Regions from separate parts of the Sus scrofa genome. Here all the other regions are linked to region 3. Evidence: chromatin contacts called from public HiChIP or PLAC-seq and promoter capture Hi-C data. All regions are on one chromosome and are shown on one strand. Each heading gives the region's core, a stretch centred on a gene start, on an enhancer-like site or on the middle of the called end of the contact. The rest is flanking DNA. Distances are from core to core; before and after follow the strand shown. Region 1 holds the start of MINK1 (misshapen-like kinase 1). Region 2 holds the start of MED11 (mediator complex subunit 11). Region 3 holds the start of GLTPD2 (glycolipid transfer protein domain-containing protein 2).

Region 1 (3,517 bases), core at 964-3,463, 39 kb after region 3:
GAAGCCAATGAATGATCTTAAACAGGAGAGTGACATCAGATAAGAGTTTTAGGAGTTCCCGTCATGGCTCAGTGGTTAATGAATCTGACTAGGAACCACAAGGTTGCGGGTTCAATCCCTGGCCTCGCTCAGTGGGTTAAGGATCTGGCGTTGCTGTTTGCTGTGGTGTAGGTCGCAGATGTGGCTCAGATCCCGAGTTGCTGTGGCTCTGGCGTAGGCCGGCAGCTACAGCTCCGATTCGACCCCTAGCCTGGGAATCTCCATATGCCGCGAGAGCGGCCCTAGAAATGGCAAAAAGACAAAAAAAAAAAAAAAAAAAAAAAGAAAGAAAAAGAAAAAAGAAATTATGATGCAGGGAGTTCCCATCATGGCACAGTGGAAACGAATCTGACTAGGAACCATGAGGTTGTGGGTTCCATCCTTGGCCTCAATTAGTGGGTTAAGGATCCAGCGTTGCTGTGAGCTGTGGTGAGCTGTGGTGTAGGTCAAAGAGGCAGCTCAGATCTGGCATTGCTGTGGCTGTGGTATAGACCGGCAGCTAACAGCTCCGATCAGACCCCTAGCCTGGGAACCTCCATGTACCGTGGGTGCAGCCCTAGAAAAGACAAAAAAAAAAAAAAGATACGAGTTTTAGGAAAATCACTGAGTATGGAGAACTGACTTAAGCAGGTCAGGCACGAAGACTAAGTAGGAGGCCTGTGAGTGTTAGAGGTCAGAGTTCCTGCTGTGGCACAGTGAGTTAAAAGCCTGACTGCAGCAGCTCGGATTTGATCCCAGGGGCTGGTGGTGTAGGTCACAGCTGTGGCTCAGATTCACTCCCTGGCGGGAACGTCCATATGCCACAGGTGTAGCCATTAAAAAAAGAGAGAGCATTGAGGTGAGTAATGATTTGACAAAGACAATGGCTTAGACAAGAACAGCAAGGTAAGGGGGGAGGGAAGCAAGAATCCAGGTGCATCTGAATAGGCTATAAAGAAGTGGCCAGAAAGGAGTGTCTGCCCCTTTCCAAGGACTTTTTTTTTTAATTAAAAAAATTTTTTTTTAAAACTTCTTTGGGGCCACATCTGCAGCATATGGAGGTTCCCAAGTTAGGGGTCGAATTGGAGCTGTAGTCACCAGCCTGCGCCACAGCCACAGCAACGTAGGATCCCAAGCCGTGTCTGTGACCTACACCACAGCTCATTATCCCACTGAGCGGGGCCCGGGATTGAACTTGCGTCCTCATGGTTACTAGTCAGTTTCCTTAACCACTGAGCCACGATGGGAACTCCCCCAAGGATTTTCCATTCAAACCCTCCTAAGTGATATTTACATTATGGCTAATGGTGGGATCTCTCAGAGATACCCTTGTTGCTGGAAGAGATCAAGCAGCCTTCTTCAAATTCACAGTGAAAGAAAGTCCCAGAGAAGCAAAGCAACCTGCTCAAGGTCACACAGCGTGTCTGTGGCAGAACACGAGTCCTTGCTCTTTATATAGCGTTACCCAGCCTCCAGTGAGGCTAATGGCTGGGGGTGCTATGCCTACACGACTAGACCTAAGGTGACCCAAGCAAGATTTGAAGGGGTTGGACATACATTCCTCCTCCTCCCCTCCTTGCCACCCCCTCCCCCCAGGCACAGCTCCAATGATCAGTCAATGAATAATTGTTGAAACAGTTCCTTGGTGCAGAACAAGAAGTGCAGAGACAAAGGTCGGCTGTAGGATTCCCTATTCTGAGATCTGAGATCCCCTCTTCCACACTCTCCACTCCAGCCAGGGAAGGGGGTAAGGGGCACTCCTCCGGCAGTTAGTGCCCCTCTCCACTCCCCAGCTCCCAGGTGGTTTCTCCAGCCAAGTTTTCAACTAGAGGCCCCTCCCTCGGCGGCTCCACTGTTGCCATGGCAATTAGGTGGGTGGACAGCCCATCCTATCTAGAGGCCACCCAGCCCTCGCGTGGGGAGTTACCATAACAACCCCCCCTAGTAATAGAGGAGGTTGGGTCCCGCCCCCTTCCCCCGCAAATAGAGAGGTGGGTGGCTTGATTGGCAGCTGGGCACACGAAAGAAGAGGGAAAGGGAAGGAAAGGCATCAAAGGAGAGCTCGGAAGGAAACGGGGGAGAGAAAGGGCAAAAAATAAGGGAAAGGAAGGAAACGCGTGTGCGCACGCGCGCCGGCTGGTGGGCGCGCTCCCCGGCCGCCTCGGCCTCCGCCCACTTCTTCCACGCCAGGCTCGCGCGGCCGCTCGGTCCTCGCGCGCGCCTTTCGCTCTCCCGCCTGCGCCTGCGCGCAGGTGTCGGCGCCGAGGGGGAGGGGGCGCTCGGCGCGCTCGCGTCACGTTCCCTCTTCCACCCTCCCGGTGCGCGGCCACTCGGCGCCTGCGCAGGACAGCGGGGAGGCTCGGGTTGCAGGCTCTGGGGCGCTCGCTCCTGTCAGTCGGTGGGTAGGTCCTCCCGCCGGCCCTCCCCCTCCCCGTTCTCCGGGGGAGGCGCGGTGGAGTCCGCCCCCAGGATCCCCCGATGGGGGAGAAGCGGCGACGGCGGCAGCGGAAAAACCGAGCCGGAGCGTGAGCGGCCCCGGGGCCCGGTTCCCCGCGGAGGCCATGGGCGACCCAGCCCCCGCCCGCAGCCTGGACGACATCGACCTGTCCGCCCTGCGGGTGAGCGCGCCGCCCCCCAGCCTCGCCCTGGTTCCAGTCCCCGCCGCAGGGGAGCGGGCGCCCGCACGCCTCGCGCGCTCCCCGGGCGCCCTGTCCCCCGCCGCGACCCCGGCCCCTCTCCCCCGCGCCCGCCGCAGCCGCCGCCGCCGGGCCCCCGCCCTCTGCTCCCGTCGGCTCTCCACGCGCTGCAGATTCTGGGAGCTAGTTCGGTCCCCGCCCTGGGGTGCCCCGCCCCCACACTTCCCTCCACCTCTACCTTTACTCCGGTTCCGGACCCCCTTCTCCCAGGTGCTTGAGGGTCACCCTCTGGCTCCCCTGAACCTGTAGGATCACCTCCCTGGCCCCTGACCTCCTCTGGGGCCTCTTTCCCCCCTTGCTCTTACTTAGGTCTTCTTCCTCCCCCTCCTCTTTCTCGCCTCCTCGAATTTTGACTTTGCCACTGCCTTGCCAGCCTCGCCCTCGTCGCCCTTTCTCCTCCTCGCCCGGCCGTGAATTGCATCTCTTTCCCGGTCGGCACTCCAGCCTCCCCGCTCGGCCTCACACCTCCCACCGCCGCCCTCATCCCCCTGCACAGCTCTCCCCGTGCCTGCGGTCGCGTTTCAAGTGCAGCAGTCCAGAACCAGGCATTTCCGGTCTCAGGGTCCCCGCATATTACATTACCAACTCTGCAGCAGTGTGGGGCTGGGAGGAAAGACAAGTGCACTGGGGGAGGAGGGGACGCCTTTCTTATCTTCAGAAACTCTGGCCTGGGCCGGGAAGAGGATGTTTATATGTATGTACACACACAAACACAACGCAGCCTGTGGTCCATCAGGTTTGGAAAAGCCTGGGTATTCGTGGCTTTGCTGGCGGGAGGGGGAGGCAATGGAGATCTCGGGGGG
Region 2 (4,023 bases), core at 1,313-3,812, 46 kb before region 3:
AGCTTGTGGCAATGCCAGATCCTACCCCTGTGAGCAAGGTCAGGGATCAAACCAGCATCGAACCCGATACTAGTCGGGTTCTTCACCCACTGAGGCACAACGGGGACTCCCCTCATGGTTTTAAGTGTGGTTTGCTGTTGTTCTCTCCTTTTTCAACCACACCCTCGGCCTATGGAAATTCCTGGGCCAGGGAATGAAATCAAGCTCTAGCTTCAACAAACCTGGGCCACAGCCGCAGTAATGCCAGATCCTTAACCCAATGCACTGGGCAGGGAATCGAACCGGCACCTCCACAGAGACAAGCCAGATCATTAACCCGCTATACCACAGTGGGAACTCCTCAAGTGTGTTTTTCTTTTTTTTTTAATTCAAGCCTTTATTATAGTACCTGTTATCTAAGAGTGTCAATGCCCCCCCCCCAAGCTTTTCTTAGGCAAGAAATAGATTTATCAAGGTAGAATGTTTATGACAGATGCAAGCGGGCAGGCAAGGAGGCTCTGCTCCTTCCCTTAAGTTTTGTTTTGTTTTATTTTTGTTTTTGTCTTTTCTAGGGCCGCACTCGCGGCATATGGAGGTTCCCAAGCTAGGGGTCGAATCGGACCTGTAGCCACCGGCCTACACCAGAGCCATAGCAACGCAGGATTCATGCCACATCAGTGACCTACACCACAGCTCACGGCAACGCCGGATCCTTAACCCACAGAGCAAGGCCAGGGATCGAACCCGCAACCTCATGGTTCCTAGTCAGATTCATTAACCACCGAGCCATGACAGGAACTCCCCTTAAGTTTTAATCTATATTATTTAAGGGGTTATTTGCTGTTGTTGTTTCTTCCTGTTTATTTTGGCCTCTGCCTTTCATGTTAGAAAGTTTCATCAAATCCTTTGTCTTATGTCTGCTCATTTTTAAGGGTGAGGGGCTAAGAGGGTGATTAGATCTATGGACACAGTTGGGACTTATCAACTATAGGTTTCACTATGGGGCAAACCGGCTAACTGCCTGGAGAACCGCTGACGTTACGCTTGGGTCTTTTCTCTGAATAGTCAAATTCTCCCGATGAGAGTCTTCTAGTCTCTTACATAGAAGGTATAAGTCTGGTTTCCAGAGTTCTAGAAACTACCACTAGTTAAACTTTCACTTAATCTCTGTTTTCAACACACTCGGGCCCAGGTGCCCTCCATGCCAAAGACTCTCTGTCTTCCAACTCCAACAAAGAAACTTCCAGCAATCTGATGAGTAGTGTCCAAGATATATGAAGTAAAGGAGGGGATGGGGGGGGGCGTCTAACTACTTCAAATTATCCTCCTAATTTTAATACTACCTACAGCCCAGATATACTGCTGTGTGCCACCGATTTAAGGGTACATCAGGCTGGTTCTAAGCTTTCTTCACTGCTGGCTTAGTTACCACTTCACTGCCAAGTCAGTTACCATGTACCCTTCTGCCTTCCGATTTCTATCTAAAGCTTTGCTATTAACTCCTCTCTCTTTCTCCTGGACCCCTTTATAAAATCCCCTTATTGCTATTTTATTAGGATTTAAGAAAGAAGTGAAGTTTAACTGAAAGTCTCCCATTCGTTTGCTCACCCTGTGCAAACTGGCTTCATTCTCAATTTTCCATAAACTTTCGAGATTGATCTTTCTTAAAAGGTAAAGCTGGTCAGAGCACCCTTCTTGAAAATCCTTCAAAGGCTCCAAATGCCTTCAAAATAAAGTCAGGATTCCTTAGCCTGCAAGCTGTTTCCCGATGTGGCTCCCCAGCCCAGTCTCCCCATCACACCTCCCCACCACCACACTCATTCACCCTAAACTGAACGCCCTACTTAATGTTCCAGCCCCCTTCACAGCACCTCGCGCTTGCCTGGGCTTTTCCGTCATCCACTTCAACCTCTCACGCACCGGTTAAGCCTTAAGACTCCGTAAAAGCAGCATTTCCTTCCAGAATCCTTTCTCTGTATTCCTAGAGATACACCCTTGGGCGTATCTCTAATAAAACACCTATCCCACTGTCACGTTAAGCGTCCACCTCATTCAGCTCTGTAGCCAGGGTCAACCCCATAATAGGCAGAGAGGGAAAATGGACCAACTTTTCTCAGAATATACTGACAGTCTGTTTCAGCTGGGCTCCAGAAGTGGGGGAAGCGCTAGGGCGAATAAGGACCACTCACCAAGTTCAGTTTTCCCCAGGTCCCGATAGGTGGCGGAGTGGGATAGGCAGACAGAGGGTCCACGGCTGCGCAGTCTGGAATACCCCAGAGCTCCCACCCTCATCACCTACCACCCAGAAGACGCTCAGTAAATTCTTGTAGAAGAAATTAAACACAGACCACAAGGCAGTGTGAAAGTGGACAGCTTCGAATGGCCTCAGGCTGGGGAATATCTCGATTCTGCCTCTTACCACAGGTGGTTAAGCGATGCGGGGGCAGACCTGACCACGCGCAGGAGCCCCTGGGAGTTGTAGTTCGCCAGAAGAACGGAGAAGGCCGAGACCGCGCTGAGCATCCTGGGAGCTGTAGTGTTAGCGAACGAGCACCTTCCGCGCAAGCGCAAACCGACAGCCACTTCCGGACACTTTTCCGTCGCATTTTGGAAAAGGAGAAAGTCCTGTCCCAGAGTGACAATGGCTACCTACAGCCTGGCGAACGAGCGGTTACGCGCCCTAGAAGACATCGAACGGGAAATTGGAGCCATTCTTCAGAATGCAGGTTCGAGATACGACGACCGGAGGGGGAGCGGGAGCGAGAACAACTGTGTGCACATGCGCCGACCGGAGACTGGGAGCCGGGTTGGGAGGGATCCTAAGCGCGCGCGGAGCGAGCAGGAGTAGGTGGGGCTGCCCCTGGGGCGGGGCTGTACTATCCCCGCCCTAGGTCTCTCTCCAATCCCACAGGTACCGTGATCTTAGAACTGTCCAAGGAAAAAACCAATGAGCGGCTACTAGACCGACAGGCAGCGGCCTTTACGGCGTCGGTGCAGCACGTGGAGGCGGAGCTGTCGGCTCAGATCCGCTATCTCACGCAGGTGTGTGTGTGGTGGGACGTGCTCCGTGGCCCTCCCTCCCCCCAGCTCTCTGTTTTAGCCTTTACCCTTCTGAGGTTCCCGGCCTAGCTTTGTCTTCGGAAATCAGGCAAGACCCGCCTTACCTAGCAGACCGGAAGACCTTGGCAGGGCCCCTCCCTTCCAGCGCCTGCCTTTTCCTCTAAAAGGAAAGGATTAAAGGCGGACCCTGCCTGCGTCACGGAGTTGCATCACTTGAGCCATTGGATGGAAAAGCCCTGGGAGGGGGCGAGTAAACCGTGTCAAAGCCACAGGATTTTCCCTTCGAAACTTGATCAAGGGTATGGGGTCCCAGATGGCTACCGCCTGAGCAGAGGAACAGGATTGAAAGAGTCTGACATCAATATAGCAGCACCCACTATTTACTAAACTTTTACAATGTGCCAAACACTCTGCATTATCGAGTCCTATAACTCTAACTACTTAACTATTTGACTTCCCCTAACTCTAGGGGAAGTAGTTATGGTCATCCCCATTTTACAAATGAGGCTAAGCGAAGTTCAGTGATGCCCCCCAGGTAATCCAGTTACCATATGGCATAGCAAATTCAAACTCTGGGAAAAAATGAGACCTGATGCACCTGATGCCTGATTGTGGAGATGGGAAAGAGAAGGGGTGCTTCATTGATCAATCTGAATGTCCTGTAGGTGGCCACAGGGCAGCCCCATGAGGGCTCCAGTTACTCTTCAAGGAAGGACTGTCAGATGGCCCTGAAGCGAGTGGACTATGCTCGTCTCAAGCTCAATGAGGTGGCCCGAACCTGTGAGCAGATGCTGGAAAACTAGGCTGGGCAGGTGAAAAGCTTGGAGGGAGAGCTCCACTTGCAACCCGACACAGAACCTGGAGGATGGAAGCAGGGCTGCCCTGAATATGCCCAGCTGGTCAGAGGCTAGGAGGACAAGGGGAGCAAAAGGTGGGAATGGAGAAACTTAAAGACCAAGCCCACCCACGGCTGTGCCTTCGCTA
Region 3 (3,598 bases), core at 860-3,359:
TCCATGACCTGTGGCAGCTGGGAAACATCTTGTGAATGACTGGAGCCCCAACTCCTTGAGATTCTGGGACACCCCTCCCCCTCAAAAGAAAATATACATTGAGGGAGTTCCCTTTGTGGCTCAGCGGTTAACGAGGATCCATAAGGATGCAGGTTCGATCCCTGGCCTCACTCAGAGAGTTAAGGATCCGGAGTTGCCATGAGCTGTGGTGTAGGTTGTAGACATGGCTCTGATCCTCTGTTGCTGTGGCTGTGAAGTAGGCAGGCAGCTGCAGCTCAGATTTGACCACTAGCCTGGAAACCTCCATATGCCACAAGTACAGGCCTAAAAAGAAATATATATATGCATTGACACAACATTGTAAGTCAACTATACTTTATTTTAAAACGTTTTAAAAAAAGAAAATGTACACAGGAGTTCCTGTTGTGGCTTAGTGGTAACAAACCCAACTAGTATCCAGAAGGAGGGCTCCATCCAGGAGGAGGGTTCCATATGCCACGGGTGTGGCCCTAAAAAAGACAAAAAAGAAAAGAAAAGAAAAGATAGAAAATGCACAGAGACAGGAAAATTCTAAGCTTGTGGACAGGGGGCTGAAAGCAGATGTTTCCTCTCTTGCTTCCTTATCCTTCCCCTGAATGTTTTTCCCGCTATGACCACCAGGTGGACTCCTGATCTGGGGGGAAAAAAAACCAAACTGGCTCAAATTTGCATGGAGAGTACCACCACTGATTTGCCTGCCCCTCATATAAGTTCCTTTGTTTATTCCATATATACTTATTTAGGAATAATGGGTTTTGGTCCAGGCAATATTCTAAGTGCTATAAATAGGGTAGCAAGAAGGGCCCCTTTTCGGGAGTTCCCATCATGGCACAGTGGTTAACAAATCCGACTAGGAACCATGAGGTTGCGGGTTCGGTCCCTGCCCTTACTCAGTGGGTTGACGATCCAGCGTTGCCGTGAGCTGTGGTGTAGGTTGCAGACGCGGCTCGGATCCCGCGTTGCTGTGGCTCTGGTGTAGGCCGGTGGCTGCAGCTCCGATTCAACCCCTAGCCTGGGAACCTCCATATGCCCCGGGAGCGGCCCAAGAGATAGCAAAAAGACAAAAAAAAAAAAAAAAAAAAAAAAAAGAAGGGCCCTTTTCTTCATCAGAGCTCACATTCCAGTAGGGCAGACTGATGGTAAATTTCCCAATGGACCTTGACCTCTGGGAAGGCACATTTGTCTTCTTGGAGCCTAGTACAAGGCCTGGCATGCGGAAGTAGTTAATAAAAATTGGTTTGATGAATGATTCAGGCATCAACCTGGAGGTTTAAAAAAAATTAAATCTCAAAGATGTAAAAGGAGACAGCCTAGGAGTTTCCATTGTGGCTCTATAGTAAGGAACCTGACTAGTATCCATGAGGACTTGGGTTCGATCCCTGGCCTCCCTCAGTGGGTTACAGATCTAGCAGTGCTGTGAGCTGTGGTGTAGGTCACAGACCCGGCTCTGATCTGGCCTTGCTGTGGCTGTGGTGTAGGCCGGTCTGGGAACTTCCATATGCCTCAGATGCAGCCCTAAAAAGACAAAAAAGAATTTTTTTTAATTAAAAAAAAAAAGGAGACAGCCTAAAGTATATGATTAAGACATCATGCATCCAGATCAAGTTAAGATTCCATGGGGATAGGATAGAGAACTTAGAAGTGGGTGTTCCGTGGATCCCAGGTGCCCCATGCTTGAACTTAATAGATAAGATTTATGGAGCAATTGTGGTAAGCTTTTCCATTTACAAGGTTTGCACGTATAATAGCATTTAATCCTCACATGAAGTTTGCAAAATAACCTATTATTACCTTCAATTTACTGTGGAGGGAATTCAAGCACAGAGTCAACCTAGGGCTCACACCATTGCTCATTGGGGGAACTGGTTCTGACTTCAGCCTCTCTTCACAATACCCAGGCTGCGTCTCACTACAACCTGGCCATTCAGGGAAGGGAAATGTAGAGACGTGTCACTGCTACTAAATACCCCAAATCCTCTTCATCCAGTCCCTCACCCCTCAGATGCTGCCCTTTGGGGCAAAGGGCACAGGGGAGGGGGCCTTACTAGATTAATTATTAACACTTTGCACCTCAGAGCACCACAGTCTTCTCTCCTCTCCTGAAGGCGGAGGGACAAGGACTAGCCAGGGGCTGGCAAGGGCAGTGGTCCCTGAAGCAGCCATGGGGGTCACCTCACTGTCTCGGCGGGTCCCTCGGTGCTGGAGGCGCAGTGCAATCCCTCTCATTATCTTCACGCTACTGCTTCTTTATCTCTGGGCTCAGAGCCTTCGTGAGTGGCCCCTTCCCTCACCTGCTCCAGGAGGAATCCGGGACTCCAGGCCCTCAGAACCTAAGGCCCTCACTGCTCTGTCTCACCTCCTCCAGGCGCCCTCTCAGGCTGCCGATCCGGGACCCAGTCCTGCATTGCCAAAGGACTGCCACCTTTCCAGGTACTCTCTGGGCAGGGCTGGGACTAGGAGTTCCAGGTAGGACCCTGAGCAGGGAAAGTGGACCAGGCCGAGGATCTGATGAAAGGTGGATCCTCCTTCTCTCCCGTCTCCAATTAGAAGCTGAGAGTTACAGCAGGAGGGACACTGGCTAGACCTTAGCAATAATTTCTTCAGAGCCCAAATGCGAGGCGTGGTGAACCCTGCAAGCTAGGGGCTCTGCACTCCCCCCCACCCCCACCCCCCACCTCATATCTAACCCCCAGGCCCAGCAACAGTCAGGATCCCTGGAGGGACTGGAACGGGAAGAGCCTCAGTGTCTGAGCCCCCACGGGATGCTGGGCCGCATAATGAGGCCGTTCCGCGCCAGTCTGAACCCCAAAGGGGATGTGGAGTTGTCGCAGTACCTGGCAGGGTGGAGAGAGCTAGTCAGGTGAGTGCTCGTTGTCTCCCTACCCCATCCAGACCCCGCCTCTTTTTGAACCATCGCCCTCTCTCAAACCTTCCCACCATCGAACACATACAGGTTCCTAACTCCCCTCGGCTCCATCTTCTCTTTCGCCACAAGCGAGGCCTTCGCCAAAGTGACAGTCCTCGAGGCTCTGGTGCACGGTCCAGAGGCCGCTCACTACACGTCGCTGGCGACCATGGTGGCGTGGGAGAGGCCCGGGGTAGCCCCTCGGCACTCGACCCGGAACCCGGGTTCACTAACCATGCTCTTGCTGCACCGTGCGCTACGTTGGTCCCAGCTCTGCCTCCACCGGGTGGCAACCGGGCCGCCCGGAGGCCCGGACGCCGGCGCCCAGTGCAGCGACGCCTACAGCACGGCCCTGGCCCCGCACCACCCCTGGCTGGTCCGTCAGGCCGCCCACCTCGCATTCCTCGCCTTCCCGGGTCGCGGCCGCTTGCTCGAGCTGGCGTGTCCGGGGGTCAAAGAGGCAGAGGCGCGGGCTGCGCTGGCCCAGGCCGCGGGCACTCTGGAGGACGTCTACAACCGTACCCAGGGCTTGTTGGCCGAGCGCCGCCTGCTCCAGCTGGCCTGATGCCTGCTGGCAGGACGAAGGAAGTGCCCTGGGGCTGGGTGGCAGCCGCTGGGTTGCGTCTGACCCTTCGCAAGGCCTCCTGGCGCCGG

Evidence for each region. Promoter capture Hi-C pulls out the DNA fragments that hold promoters and counts their contacts. HiChIP or PLAC-seq counts read pairs in DNA pulled down with a chosen protein or histone mark.
Region 1: a promoter capture Hi-C map of liver shows a contact between it and region 3, with 1.7 times the contacts expected there. The contact joins the promoter of MINK1 here to the promoter of GLTPD2 in region 3. A contact is called at or near these places in 1 of 5 promoter capture datasets (liver), 5 of 47 Hi-C or Micro-C datasets (blood, embryonic fibroblasts, fibroblasts and 2 more) and 2 of 2 datasets of contacts at active chromatin or transcription factors (alveolar macrophages and skeletal muscle).
Region 2: a contact with region 3 is called in an H3K27ac HiChIP or PLAC-seq map of alveolar macrophages. The contact joins the promoter of MED11 here to the promoter of GLTPD2 in region 3. A contact is called at or near these places in 1 of 5 promoter capture datasets (liver), 21 of 47 Hi-C or Micro-C datasets (adipocytes, alveolar macrophages, blood and 13 more) and 2 of 2 datasets of contacts at active chromatin or transcription factors (alveolar macrophages and skeletal muscle).

Annotation. Positions count from the first base shown.
Region 1 is chr12:52,065,383-52,068,899 of Sscrofa11.1, reverse strand. MINK1 (misshapen-like kinase 1) reads left to right here and starts at 2,213. Exons shown (of 32, transcript XM_021067776.1): 1 at 2,213-2,636. The coding sequence starts at 2,580.
Region 2 is chr12:52,150,742-52,154,764 of Sscrofa11.1, reverse strand. It overlaps MED11 (mediator complex subunit 11), which reads left to right and starts at 2,562. Exons shown (of 3, transcript NM_001244823.1): 1 at 2,562-2,705; 2 at 2,891-3,021; 3 at 3,705-4,023. The coding sequence starts at 2,621. The coding sequence ends at 3,842.
Region 3 is chr12:52,104,645-52,108,242 of Sscrofa11.1, reverse strand. GLTPD2 (glycolipid transfer protein domain-containing protein 2) reads left to right here and starts at 2,109. Exons shown (of 4, transcript XM_003131910.6): 1 at 2,109-2,309; 2 at 2,405-2,469; 3 at 2,733-2,899; 4 at 2,993-3,598. The coding sequence starts at 2,201. The coding sequence ends at 3,509.